Regions from separate parts of the Mus musculus genome. Here regions 1 and 2 are each linked to region 3. A link is a contact called in public HiChIP or PLAC-seq and promoter capture Hi-C data. All regions are on one chromosome and are shown on one strand. Each heading gives the region's core, a stretch centred on a gene start, on an enhancer-like site or on the middle of the called end of the contact. The rest is flanking DNA. Distances are from core to core; before and after follow the strand shown.

Region 1 (4,406 bases), core at 377-2,876, 960 kb after region 3:
ACACTAGCAACCAATGACTGGATTCTTTTAGTACTGACTTTGAGAACTAGTTTACCATAGACACTGTTTGGAAACTCATTCTCCTTAGTCCTCTCCTAGTGTTCTGGATTGGAATGAACTCTGGAAAAGCCTGGCTTGCTGGGATTGAAAAGATATCTACCAGCAATTTTCAAAGAAACCACAAATTAATTTGGCCTTAAGGCCCATGTTTTACTCATTAGTCAACTGGCAGATGTAAAAGATGCTGTAGAAGGGGAAGAGCAAAGACGTGGAAGGCTTGAAGGGAGGATGGGAAATGGAATCACAGGTCCTCAGGTGAGCGTGAAGAGCCCCATGCTGGTTAGGAAGGGGAACTCTTCAAGAGTTGAAGGTTTGAGTGGGGACAAAATTATGATCAGTTTTCGGGAGGATTAAACTAAGGGGATGCTGTTTGGAGAAGGGTGGGGGTGGGTAAGTGTAAGGAACTGTCTGGGCAAAGACATGGAGCTGGGACATATAATGAATTAGGCTCCTCGGTGTGGGTGTGGGTTGAGCACCTTGCCATATTTGGAAAAACAAAACAAAACAAAACAAAACAACAACAACAACAAAAAACGGCACCGCTCACTAAGAGATCTCTCTTCCTTGACCCATGGGCAGTAGGTAGGAGATTACATGCCCTCTATTATCATTAGATGACCTACTTAGGAGCTGGGGAAGCAGCTCAATAGTAGAGCCCTGGGTTCAAGCCTCAGCACTATAAACAAACAAAATTAGCCCAACGGCTAAAAGTGCTTGCCTTTTGGGGTAATTGAACATAGGCCTGGACTATGCTGAGCAAGCACTGTACTGTCCTGAGCTCTGTTCTTAGACCTCCTCTCATTTCTTTTAATTCAGGGGTTCACTCTATAGTCCAGGCAGGTCTCGAACTTGAACTCCTCCTGCCTCAACCTCCTGAGTAGTGGAGATTACAGGCCTCTGCTATCAGATCCTGCTGAGAGGAAAAGAAATCTCTTGATGGCAGTTTACAGAGACACAGATGAGATGGCTCATGTTAGGTGAAGCAGGAGGACACTGGCCACAAGCTGCACACCTTGGCCCTCCACTGTTTTGCCTGTGTGACCCTAGGCAGGCTAACTTAACTTCATTGAGGCTCAGCTTCTTCCCTTGTAAATTGTAGAGGCGATCTACCTGAGAGGCTGGTGGGTGGCTTAAGTGAGGACACATACTGACAGTGTGAGAACTGTGCTGTCCCCAACGTTCTAGTTTAATGAGACGTTACCACAATATCTTGCCCACATGCTGTAGAAGTCTGAGCTCAGCTGTCAGTTACCCGGAGACACACAGGTCTAGAGTCCGGGTTTTGAGCTCTTGGGCTTAGCTCCTCCACCCACGGGCTCCTCTCTGCCTGAAAGCAGATGGTCGGGGAGACAGACAAAGCCAGACAGGAGAAGCAGCAACTTGCTCTTGAACCAGCTGACAACCCCCCCTCTCTCCTCCCAGCCTCACCCTAGGCCGGGAGCGCGTGCTGGGAAGAGGATTAAATCAATGGCAATTCACATCTCTCCAGAAACCGGCTCCCTGATCCGAACTAATAAGCAAATCATTAGTGAATTAGGGCTGGGGAGGGCTCAGCGCAGCGTTCCTTCTCCTCTGGCTGAACGTACAGCGACAGGCGTCAAAACCCCAACCACTTTCCTAGGCGACCTTGAGATGATCACACCACAGAGGCTATTTTTGTGCTAAAACAACAACCGCGAGACCCCCTTCCCAACTCAGCCAGATCCCAGAACCTCCGGAGCTACGACAGGCAAGCTGGACCTTTCTTCCTCCTACTGCAGCTAACCACAGCCAATGGCACGAAACCTTGCCTTCCTTACCGTGCTGTAAACCCTGAGTATGTTTGCAACAGTGAGGACAACCAGAAGCCAAACTGCCTTCCCCTCCCCCAGCCCTGGGCACAAACTTGGCCCCCTTGCTTATTTCCTGGTGAAAGCCCATTATCTCTCATTTACATCTAAACTAGCTTTTCATACTATTTTAAAGGCCGCTCCTCCCCTTCTGTAATCTCCCTGTGCATGAATTAAAAGTTGATTCTTGAAACGCACAAATCTTGGGGGCAGTTTCTTTTTCCTCCTTATTTGCATACGCTGTTTTGGACTAACCCTTTTATTTCCTCCCAATTATGATTTCTGGTGTGTTTTCCAGAGCTTTACAACATGGCATCTGATTATACACAAAGCTTCAGAATAAAGCCCTGTTTTTCCCTTCATTAACGACACAAAGGATGGCTGTATGATCCACACAGCACTTTGTGATTTAATACAGCTTACGCTCTAAATCGCACCCGGCTTGGGCAAAGCAGATTTGGGAGTGAATCAACGCATTTTCTTGCTGCCAGGAGCTCCCTTGCAGATTCCAGCAAATTCTTTCACCACACGGAATTAGCATTTGATTAAGCTCTGCAGACACGTTCAAACTTTTACCACTGAGTCCTGGCAGGGTTGTAGTAATCTGCCGAGAAGGAGAGGCATCTAGAACAGCCACGACTACCTGACCTGTCCCCAACAGATTGAGGGAGAGGGTACCTGAAAGTGAGCAGAGGGTGTGTGTGTGTGTGTGTGTGTGTGTGTGTGTGTGTCTGACAGTGAGGGGCGTTGGATGTCTACTTGAGTTAGGACCTTTCTTTCCTACACTTAACCCTGGACAAGCTTTCTCACTTAGCGTGCTTTCTAACGGAGCACTGCAATGATAGTTATGACTTAGGACTCAGGAGGCATATGACCTTCAACTAGAACCTGCCTGGTCTCAGGTTCAGGGAAATGGGACTCAGCATCCCTGTCGAGTCCCAAGGTCCTTTGGCTGGAGTTGCTTCCAGGACGGCTTCCAGCTAAGCTTCCCAGAAGCCTGAGTGGAAAATCTCGTCCATTTCCATTATGCAAATACAAGAAGCGGAAGTTTATCAAACTGGGGCTTTGTACCTCGAAAGTGGGTGTGCCAGCATGGGGGGCTATAAAGGCTTTATTGCCACAAGTTTGGGGTGATTGCTTCCCTCGCAAATGCCGGGAGCAGGATTGAATTATGCAGGTCTTCCAAACAGGTGGCAATAAAAACTTTACAGTCTCCCACACCATCACATATTTTGTTTATGCCTCTTAGGTGTCTTATTTTGTTAGAGGCTTTTTCTTCCTTTTTTTTTTTAACTCTTCTGTTACTATGGAAACAGAAATAGGTGGAGGTGTTTCTGGCTACCTGTTTTGGTAGATGGAACGCAAGTGAACTATCACTGGGCACTCTGATAGATGGAATAACTGACGTCTGGGGAGGGTAGGAACTAATTAGTTCTGGAATATCATAGCTCTTGAATTCTTTCTTTGGGGAAGAGAGGGAGTGAAGGGGAACATGTCCATTTCACAGATGGTAAAACAGAGGGACAAAACAGGTCTTTTTTGCAGTCAGCAAGCCAGAAGAAAACAGCAAAAGGGCCAAGAAACTTAGTGTCTGGTTTTCTAGGGCTGCAAAGCCAAAATTAGTGATGCCCTTTTGGTAACCTGAGGTCAGACTGCAGTGACATCTGCTGGCAGAGACAGAAGTGGCCCTAGCAGGATTTTCCGTTGCTGGCAACTGCCAGGCCAGGAGCTTGTGGGTCTGTCTGGTTCCCAGTGTTGGCTCCTAGGTGACTTCCTTGGCTGGGAAAGAGAGTTGCACAGCCCTCCCCTTGTCCTGACTGAGTTAAGAGAAGCAGAGTGAGATGGTGAGTCATGGATGTTGTGAGGACTTGGGTCCAGATCCCAGATACCCTTCCCTATTCTAGAAGGTACAAGTCACTGGCCGGTGGGAGGAAATATCCAAGATAGGTTTGTTGGTTCTTGTTGCTAACCAGAGAGTTCTCTCGCTTGGGGGTCCTGGGTCTCTTTTTGGAGAGGTTCCAACTCTTATTTTTTACAGGAAAACTAGGATGAAGAAGGCAGTTAAAGGCAGTTCCAAGGAATTCGAATGATGCCCAGAGACATTGTCAGCAACTGCAGAGAAGAGGAGCCCCTGAAGGGAGAACATGTCCCTTGGGGACACTCATGTACACGATGGCATCCTCACTAGAATGAGGAAGTTGGTGGGGGAGCTCACTGATATTAAGGAAGATCTTAGTTCATAACCTCCCTGTAAACTTGACAAATACCCAGTCCTACCCTGAGTCTTGGCTTCCCCATTTAAGAGAGCCTGATTTTATTACTGTCCTAGCTCTGTGCCTTGGAGACATGTGATAATCATCTACATCTGTAGACTATGACACCCAACAAAGGGCTGTCAGACATTCCTGTTTACCTGGGATGTCCTATGTCAGTGACATCCTTGCCTGTTTTGGATAACTGGTTAGGCCTAGGAAGCTCTGTCTAACCATGTTAACCTATGGCAATGGTTCTCCAACA
Region 2 (4,805 bases), core at 1,257-3,756, 620 kb before region 3:
GGTTTTTAACAAGTGTATGGCAAGGGGTTACTTACAGGAGCAGGGGTGACTACAAAGCAGATGCATTCCATAAGAACCCATCCAAACACCAGTGACAAATCCTGAACCCTGAAGTCCTCTGCTTAACTGGACAGATGGACAATTGGACAGGTCTGAGAGATCTCCTTTTGGCAGCTGGTCAGTTTCCTCCCCCAGTGATTGTTGGCTGCTTCTAGCCGAAGAAAGAGAGCCTTTTAGAACCTTACATGGTTCAGGATTCAGCATGTGACGTCAGCATTTCAACTCTGTCTCCTAGGCCTCTAGGAGGGAATGTTTCCCAACCCTTTCTGATAGTTTAAGTTTTGTTTGTTTAATGTTTATGCGTATGAGTGTTTTGCGGGCATGTATGTCACCTTGTGTGTAGCTGACACCATTGGATTCCCTAAAACTGGAGTTAAAGGTGCCACATGGACCCCGAGAATCAAACCTGGATCCTCTGCAAGAGCAGGTAGTGTTCTTGCCTGCTGCACCCTTGATGAACCATCCTGCCTCCATCGTATTTATGGCTAAAACTGTTTCTCAAGGATTGGGCTATGCCCCACTTGTAACCTTTCCTTCAAATGGTTCTATACTGCTTGTTCCAGGAAACAGCAACTGTGCCTTTGTTCCAAAAAGTTATGACCATGTGACAACCCTATTTTTTTGTTTCAAAAGGTTATTATGACCACCTTGCAACCATGTCCTTGTTTCAAAAGTTGTTAAGACCAATTTCTTTTTTTTTTTTTAAGATTTATTTATTTATTTATTTATTTATTTATTTATTTATTTATTATATGTAAGTTACACTGTAGCTGTCTTCAGACATTCCAGAAGAGGGAGTCAGATCTCGTTATGGATGGTTGTGAGCCACCATGTGGTTGCTGGGATTTGAACTCTGGACCTTTGGAAGAGCAGTCGGGTGCTCTTACCCACTGAGCCATCTCACCAGCCCAAGACCAATTTCTTATGCTCTGCTCTGCTTCTGTAACCCTGCCTGTTTGCCTGTCGTATCCCCCATTTGGAAAGCCCCTACCCCTAAGCTATAAAAACATTATCTCCCTCACATCCAAGGCTGACTCCTTGAATTCCACCTTAGAGGAGGCAACCCATGTATACACATGAATTAAAAAAAAAAAAAAAGAGCTTGCAGGTTTGCAGTGGACTATGGTGGCCCCCACCTTTAATACTAGCACCCCGGTGGCAGAGACAGACAGCTCTCTGAGTTCGAGGCCAGCCTGGTCTACAGAGTGAGTTCAAAGACAGTCAGGACTGTTACAGAGAAAAACTCTTGTGTGAGTGGAGGCGGGGGTAGGGCAGGGGGTAAGCTTGCTTTAATTAATTTGACCATGATGATTTGGGCTGGTGCTCTCTATTCAAATCCTTGATGTCAACACCATTCCCACAGCCCTCTTTTCTTTGAATCTTTTGAGATGAGGTCTCACTGTGGCTGGGTGATTTGCCTCCATGTCTGTGTGCCACCTGCATGCAGATCTTGAGGAGGTCAGAAGAGGGCAGTGGATCCCCTGGAACTGGAGTTACAGATAATTGGGAGCCCACCATATGGGGACCAGGAATTGAACCCATGTCCTTTGGAGGAGCCATTAGTACTGTAAAGCACTGAGGCATCTCTCTCAGTCTCATAACTAATAGCTGGGATAACTTTTCACAGACCCTCTTTTGGCTCTGAATACTTGAAACACTGTTTCTCTTCCACCACCTACTTTCCAACTGCTGTGGCTCAGGGTGGCGTTACCAGGTGGGCAGGCAGATTATTCCTGGAAAGCATTCCTGTCCTAAGATGGCCAGTAATTCCTATATATGGAAATATAATGGTCCATTAAAGTCATTCCAACTGTATCGCCAACTCGAGTTCTCAGGATCCAGAAGTCCCTTAGCCTGTGGGAATGGGACAAAGGGAGAGTCATAGTGGGGGAGATAGCAGAGTTCTGTTTTTAAACTGGGATAGTTCAGGCTGGCATAGAACTCACAGGGAATCCCCTGTCTGTGCCCCTGTAGTGGCAGGATTACAGATATACACCAGCCACCACTTAACCAATTAAGCTCATATCATCCCCTTTCTCCAATTTTACACACATGTATGGTATGACAGTTACGTTCATTTTGGGGGATTCCAGCAAACAAGGAGCCCGATGCTTGAGCCTTAGTTCCGGCTTCGTGCTCTGGATATGTAAAAGGGTTAGGTGCTTTTTGAGTTCTGATTAACAAAGGGCAAAAAAATCGGGGGTTGGGGGACGCAGCAGAATCTAAGATGTCGTGGGTACAAAGCACTTGGATCTGCGCAACCGCCACAGTTCCCTTCCCCCACTTCCCAAGCCATTGAGCAGACGTCTCCAACCCCTCGTGGTTCATGCCACCCTGCGGCCACTAGAGGGCAGCAGAGCCTAACGTCAAGCGAGGTCTGGCACAAGAGCTGGTTTTCCAAGGGGATTTCCGAACCACACTCCCTTAGACTTCCGGTGACACCACCCATCTTTGGCAACAAAAAGTGTGCCGGCTTGGCCAGGCAGAGAGCCGCGGAGTCCTGACAGATGCTGTTCTGTTAAAGATCAGGTTGCTGGAACAGTGTGGCTTCCTCGCCACCCCTATGGACAAAGGTCCACGTGGCTGTGGGGCCAGGCCCTTAAAGGAAGTAGCACAGAGCTGGCAGGTGTCACAGCCTCTGTGTATCCATAACTAATCCTCGTCACCACTGAACCCACACAGAAACATTGTGAGACCAGAGACTCCTATGGAGATCAGGAAGAGACCCTTGCCCCAGGCCTTTGGTAGGGACTCTTAACAGAAGTAAGACCCCAGGGCGAACAAGTTGCTGTTGGCTGGGACAGGGGAGCTGCGTGAGTAGATGATGTGGGGTCAGGGCTGGAGGCATCTTACTTGTGACCAGGTGGGACCACGCCCCAGGGTGGGCACACCATCCCAGACTGCAGGTCCGATACTTCTGCCAACAGCTGGTTTCTGTGGCCGGTACTGGTTGTGGCCCAGCCTGCCTTCAGCGCCTCAGGGCCAGCAGCTTTATGATCACCAGCTGCCAAATGCCACGGGCATACCATTTAAAAGCCAGCCCCCCCCCCCCATCGCGGCCTACTCTTTCACCCTGTCTCTCTGTCTCTTGTTGTCTGGGCTAGCCCATCTCTTCCCACCCAAATAAATTCCTTTCGGGAGATCTATTGTATGATGGTATGATGGTGTAATCTTTGGGACACACTTTAGTAACCCCAACCCGCCAAGGGATTCTGCTGGTTAACCCTTACTCTGGTGATACGGGATCTAATGGGGACTCTTCGGCCATGCACTCTGCAACTGAGACACAGCCCCAGCTCTCTGAGCTGGATTATTTTGTTGTTGTTGTTGTTACTGTTTTTATTTTTATTTGTGTATGTGGGCACATAAGTACTATGTCCTAAGAGGCCACAGTCATTGTTACCCCTAGATCTAGAGTTATGCTAGTCTCCCCTCACCAAAATGTGCATTTTAAAGGTGGTTACAGGACAGTTCCAGAGATGGCTTGGTGACCTGTTAAGAGCACTGGCTGCTCTTCCAGAGAACCCGGGTTCCATTCCCAGCCCCCACATAACTACTCAAAACCGGCTGTAACTCTAGTCTTAGGGGATCCCATGTCCTCTTCTAACTCCAAGGCCATAGACACAAATGAAACATTCTTACCAAAGAAAAAAGTCATCTAAAAACAAACAAACAAACCCAAAGACTCCTGGGGTGGCAATCCTGTAATCTGTTGTTTGTGGTGCTGTTTGGTTGTGTTTTTCTCTTTTACAGGGTAGGAATGTGGGCCCTTCCCCCAGCCTTGAGTTGGCTAAACAAGTCGCCACCGCTGGAGCCAGGCGTCCTGCCCAAGCGGAAAGAGACTGCCCGCCCGCTGAGCTGCTGAGAGCTTCCTTTGCAACTCAAACCCAGCTGAAACAAAGGGGCTCCGTTTTGTGGTTTTGCCTATAGAAATGCAGAGCTGAAAAATTACAATTTGAGCCATGGTCAGAGAAACTTTGTCTTGGTTTGTTATTTCTCTCCTCCCACTTCTCTCCCATCCTAATTCCATTCCCAGCCCTCCTTCCAGGAATGCCTGGTTCTCCAAGGCCACTGGACGTGTAATCCAGACCTTTCAGGAGCAAACAGTCTCCCACAGCCCAGCTAGAGTCATTTCTTTCTTTCTTTCTTTCTTTCTTTCTTTCTTTCTTTCTTTCTTTAATTTATTTATTTATTTATTTATTTATTTATTTATTTATTTATTTATTAGGTTTTGAGTTTTGTTCTTTGTTCTGTATTGTTGTTGTCTGGTTTTGTTTTGGAGACAGGGAATCAAGTAGCCCAAGATGGCCTTGAACTCATTCCAGTCCTCTTCCCTCCACATCTCAAATTCTGAAATTACACACGTATCACACCACTCTCTCTTTCTCTTTCATCTCTCCTTCTCTCTGTGTCTCTCTGTCTGTGTGTGTCTCTCTCTCCGTGTGTGTGTGTGTGTGTGTGTGTGTGTGTCTGTGCCACAACAATCAATAAAGTTGGTCTGTTTTCTTGTAGGAGCATACATAAACTAATCCACCCCCAGGTATGTTTGTTACCGAATTTCCAGTTGCTTACCCAGAGACACTGCAGGCCTGGTGGCAGGGGGCAGGTCTGAAAGGCTGCCCTTTTGTAAAAGAAATCTTCAAGTATCTGAATCCATAATGAAAATAGCAAAGGGAGAGGGGGTCTGACCTCTGGTACTGACACAAAGGAGCACAGGTGGTACTTTTCTGAAGACCCCATGGGCA
Region 3 (4,617 bases), core at 771-3,270:
AGACAGGCAGATCTCTCTGAGGTCAGGGACATCTAGGTCTTCATAAGATGGCAGGCAGGATACAGATGTCCAGCTGAACTACAGTGTCAATGGAAAGGTTTCGTTTTTAACTTTTAAACCAAATTAAAACAAAAGAATTCTCCCAATGTGTGTGTGTGTGTACACGGACACATGGATGTATGTGCAAGCATGTGGAATCTGAGGTCAACCTGCAGCGTCTTGCCTCAGGAACTGTCCACCCTGTCTCTCATTGGAATGTGAAACTTACCCATTAGGCTACAGTGGCCAGCAAGGAACTTGTAGGGATCCACCCACCTCCACCTCCCCAGCCCTGAGATTATCAGCACACACGGGTGCTTATTTATACAGGTGCTGGGGTTTAAACTCATGCCCTCATGCTTTTGTGGCAAGCAGTTACCAAAGTACCTTGAAAAATCCCCAAAGTATCTTGATTAAATCAGAATGGCCTTTCCAGAACCAACAACAATGAAGGAGACCCTAACACTTTGGAGGCCTGAAATATATGTTAACTATTAACACAGAGGGCTGGGCACCTCCAGGGCAGAGAAGAGGTTTGGTGCTCAAAACCATTACTAGGTCTTTTTCACTTCAACTGCCATTCCAAAAGTAGGACCAGCATCTCACACAGCACAGGCACAAGGTATCTCTTTGACACAAAACACCCATTCCTCCCCAAGGTGCTCTCCAGTTGATTTTTTTTTTTTTGAGACAGGGTTTCTCTGTGTAGCCCTGGCTGTCCTGGAACTCACTCTGTAGACCAGGCTGGCCTCGAACTCAAGAGATCCACCTGCTTCTGCCTCCCAAGTATTGGGATTAAAAGCATGCACCGCCATGCCTGGCTTCACTTGACTTATTGTATCTTATTGTCTGCAAGCTCAGCGTCTGTCCCACTACTCCCACGTTGCCACACAGCACTCCCTGTGCCACACACACAGAGTGGAAAGGCATCCATCCCCTTCTTGGAAGTCAACTGATCTGTCTGTCTTCAAACCCAGCTTTGATACATATTCCCCTTGTCATGCCCAGCTTTGATACATATTCCCCTTGTCATACCCAGCTTGATTCATACTCTGCAAAATGGGAATACTTTCTTCTAAGGATTACTGTAAACGAAATGCATTACTACATGATACTCAAGCCACAGGCCAAATATTAGCTCATTTCCATTCTTCTTATTCCATGTTAGAGAGCCTAGGTAGGTTCCACTAAGAAAGCTACCATTTATTTGACATGTGATCCTAAAAGCATGACTCATACCCTGCTCTCCAAATCCTTCAAATTGGGAACTGAAATCAATACTAAGAAATTGCGATCATCTTAAGAAATAATCATTATTTAAAAAACGATGACTCAACTTCACATCCTGATATGTATATATGAGGGAGGTAAGGGTTCACCCGTTGTCAATAACAACCATTAGAAATGAAGGTGGAAAAAAGACAGCAGCTAAAAAGCGGCAGCTAAATTGTTAGCTAACCTTTCCTTGGTAGTGGGTTGTGGTTCAACGGTGTATTAAGAAATGCAAACCCATCCTCCAAAGGGCCTTGAACAGGGAAGGAGTGATCAGACAAATGGGAGGACTGGGTCCTAAGCGGCTACGCGCCTTTACCCCCAAAGGCTGATGTCAGCTCCGGAGTCCCCCCAGGTGGCCCTGCTCGTCTCCAGAGACCACAAGGCCGCTCCGCCCGAGCCAGATCAAGGTCCAGAACCCCGAAGAGGGCCGCCAAGCCCAGACCGCCCCCACTGCGGCCCCCGCCAGCAGCCGCTCCCTCCCAGGGTCCCCGCGCCCCCTAGCTTCCCGCAGTGCTTCCCAGCTACTCACCCGCCACCAGAAAGAACAGGAGAACGACCAGCACAGCCATGGTGCCACGGTTGCTGAAGCGGAGATGAGCCACACGAAAAGGGACGCCGGGACTCAAGCGAGCACTGCAGCTCGACCGAGTGACGCGCTCCCGACGGTTCCGATCCCCAAGCCCCTCCCCTTTAGCCGCTCCAAGACAAGGTCTCAGCCAATCGCCAACTACGCCGCTACACGAGCGAGACGTAGCCTGGTCGACGTCAGCAATTGGGGCGGAGGCGAACGTGATGAATGGCATGCTCTGCCAATAGGAGTCAAGAGTTTTAAGAACAGGGCGGTTCTGTCCCGCCGGCCCACAACGACCGGTCACGAGATGAAGGGTAGGGCCCGCGGTTAGAGCAGGTGGCCCCACTGGTTGCAGGTTCTCGAAAGCCCACAGTGAGGCTTACTCCCGGGTGTGGACTCTTTGTCCAACCTCCGGTGACGATTTTCAACCCAGGCTTCGGTCTTTCCCGGTCTTGCACCTCCCGCCCGCTGCGACTGACAGATGGAAAGCGCTGGGCTAGCTCAGGTTTTGCTCTCTGGAGTACACAGACGCTGAGTACCTGAGGGAAGGAAGCCTGGCGCCTAGGGGAACCCCTGTCCATCTAGAAGAGATGCTACTTAAAATATAGGACTCCCGCTTGAATCTGAGTTGCAAAGAGTGATTTTTAGTGTGTCTAAAATATTTGTTTTACTTATTTTTATATATACGAAGTATCCATTGTCTGAAAGTGAAATATAACAGGGTATCCTGTTTTTTGATTTACTGTATTGAACAACTCTGCCTCCAAACACTGCGTACACAAGGAGTGATCCGATAGAATATTAATTATTTCGTTCTGAAATAATTAATATTTTCTAATCTGAATAAGGAGTTCAGGGAGGCTATGTGACGGCTAGACACACTAATTAGACCAAAATCATCCCTTGGCTCATAGCCTCTTACCTATGATGTAAGGCAAGAAGTGACATTGCCCATAATCTGTGGTTAGAAAACAACTTCTCAGTTGATGACCTTGAAAGATGAATATGATTTTAATATGTAAGTGGAGGATGTGGAAAGTGTAAAGAAAGAGTATAGCATATATGGTAGGGAAATGCCTCTTCCGATGAACTTTTAAATGTTTAGTTGGACAAAAGAGATTTTATAGGATAGAAGGATAGAGCTAAAATTTTAGTTCCTTCCTTCCTTCCTTCCTTCCTTCCTTCCTTCCTTCCTTCCTTTATCGTTTGGGGATGGAACTCCAGATCTGTGCACAATCTAGGCAAGTGCTCTACCACTGAGCCATACCTCAGGAAAATAATTTCTTTTAAAAGACCTTGACTTGTACACAGAAGAACTACAATTCATTAAGTACAAGTGGAGGAACCATTGGAAATGGCTGGACAGTGTTCAGTACACAGACGTAAGATAGGTGCCCTTGAGGGGAGATGGCTGTTTTATTCTTGGAACTGACTACGGGAGAACAAAGCGTTGCAGCACCTCCAGCAGTTAGTTCTCCAGGTGAAACTTAGCCAGCCCCAGAACTGGAATCAACCCCTGCCCCCTTACTCAGAAGGCAGTTTCTAGAAATCGCTATGTTTACCAAAGCCACTCAATTTATAAAGCATTCTGGACTTCCTCACTCAACCTCAGAAAGCTCTTAACTCTCAATTTTGTGTTTTTGTCCAACAGAGAATTTGCACACGTGTCTTTAAAGGACTATGAAGGGCTGGTTGTCTTTCTATTAGGAATGTAAAATTATTATATTAGAACCAAAATGTCTAAGGCAGCTAATTTCAAAAGCATAAGCTGTGCCAGGATTACCACAAACATTTTAAAAATTTTTAAAAATTCTTTTTCAAGGGCCAAGGAGTTGGCTCAACTGGTGAAGACACTAGCTGTGTAACACTGAAGATGCAAGTTAGATCCCTGAACCAATCTGGATTTGGTGCTGTGCATCTCAGCACTCCTGGGTTGAAATGGGAGGCAGAGATGACAGAATGGTCTGGAAGTTCCAGGACCCACTAGCCTGGAGTACACAACATAGCAGCAGAAACCAGAGAGACCATGCCCCACAAGGTGGGAAGGTAGACCCAACCCCTGGAAGTTATCATCTATCACACAAGCGCGCGCGCACACACACACACACACACACCACAACATAAGTAGAGAAATAAAAGAGAATTTAACATAAGGTCACTTCTGTGCACACCAACTAAAATTCCATGCTGATCCATTTTGTTGCCTGTTGGAGAACAGGTTTGAGCCAGTATCCCTGCAAGAATGTGTCTAAATGAATCTCATTTAGGGATATAGTCAGTGTCTTAGTCAGGGTTTCTATTCCTGCACAAACATCATGACCAAGAAGCAAGTTGGGGAGGAAAGGGTTTATTCGGCTTACACTTCCATACTGCTGTTCATCACCAAGGAAGCCAGGACTGGAACTCAAGCAGGTCAGGAAGCAGGAGCTGATGCAGAGGCCATGGAGGGATGTTCTTTACTGGCTTGCCTCCCCTGGCTTGCTCAGCCTGCTCTCTTATGGAACCCAAGACTACCAGCCCAGAGATGGTCCCACCCACAAAGGGCCTTTCCCCCTTGATCACTAATTGAGAAAATGCCTTAGAGTTGGATCTCATGGAGGCATTTCCTCAACTGAAGCTCCTTTCTCTGTGATAACCCCAGCTGTGTCAAGTTGACACAAAACTAGCCAGTACAATTGACCCCTTGTCAACTTGACACACAAACACATCACTAGTAAGCCTCAACCCTTAAT

Evidence for each region. Promoter capture Hi-C pulls out the DNA fragments that hold promoters and counts their contacts. HiChIP or PLAC-seq counts read pairs in DNA pulled down with a chosen protein or histone mark.
Region 1: a contact with region 3 is called in a promoter capture Hi-C map of pre-B cells, with 6 times the contacts expected there. The contact joins the enhancer-like site here to the promoter of Atp6ap2 in region 3. A contact is called at or near these places in 3 of 39 promoter capture datasets (the 3T3-L1 cell line, cranial neural crest and pre-B cells), 3 of 115 datasets of contacts at active chromatin or transcription factors (embryonic stem cells, large pre-B cells and trophoblast stem cells) and 1 of 9 other capture datasets (liver).
Region 2: a contact with region 3 is called in an H3K27ac HiChIP or PLAC-seq map of epiblast stem cells. The contact joins the enhancer-like site here to the promoter of Atp6ap2 in region 3. A contact is called at or near these places in 1 of 39 promoter capture datasets (embryonic stem cells), 1 of 15 datasets of contacts at CTCF or cohesin (embryonic stem cells), 1 of 484 Hi-C or Micro-C datasets (uterus), 8 of 115 datasets of contacts at active chromatin or transcription factors (embryonic stem cells, epiblast stem cells, large pre-B cells and 1 more) and 2 of 9 other capture datasets (adipose tissue and embryonic stem cells).

Annotation. Positions count from the first base shown.
Region 1 is chrX:11,629,266-11,633,671 of GRCm38.p6, reverse strand. No RefSeq gene overlaps it. Among named protein-coding and RNA genes, the nearest start is that of Gm34187, 98 kb to the right of the region's middle. Within about 2 kb of position 1,626, at least 39 of the 459 cell types and tissues checked have an H3K27ac peak or open chromatin away from gene starts, as enhancers often do.
Region 2 is chrX:13,205,817-13,210,621 of GRCm38.p6, reverse strand. No RefSeq gene overlaps it. Among named protein-coding and RNA genes, the nearest start is that of 2010308F09Rik, 40 kb to the left of the region's middle. Within about 2 kb of position 2,506, at least 154 of the 459 cell types and tissues checked have an H3K27ac peak or open chromatin away from gene starts, as enhancers often do. A contact at or near this core is called in adipose tissue, embryonic stem cells, epiblast stem cells and 2 more, where this site is marked.
Region 3 is chrX:12,585,162-12,589,778 of GRCm38.p6, reverse strand. It overlaps Atp6ap2 (ATPase, H+ transporting, lysosomal accessory protein 2), which reads right to left and starts at 2,020. Exons shown (of 9, transcript NM_027439.4): 1 at 1,844-2,020. The coding sequence starts at 1,883.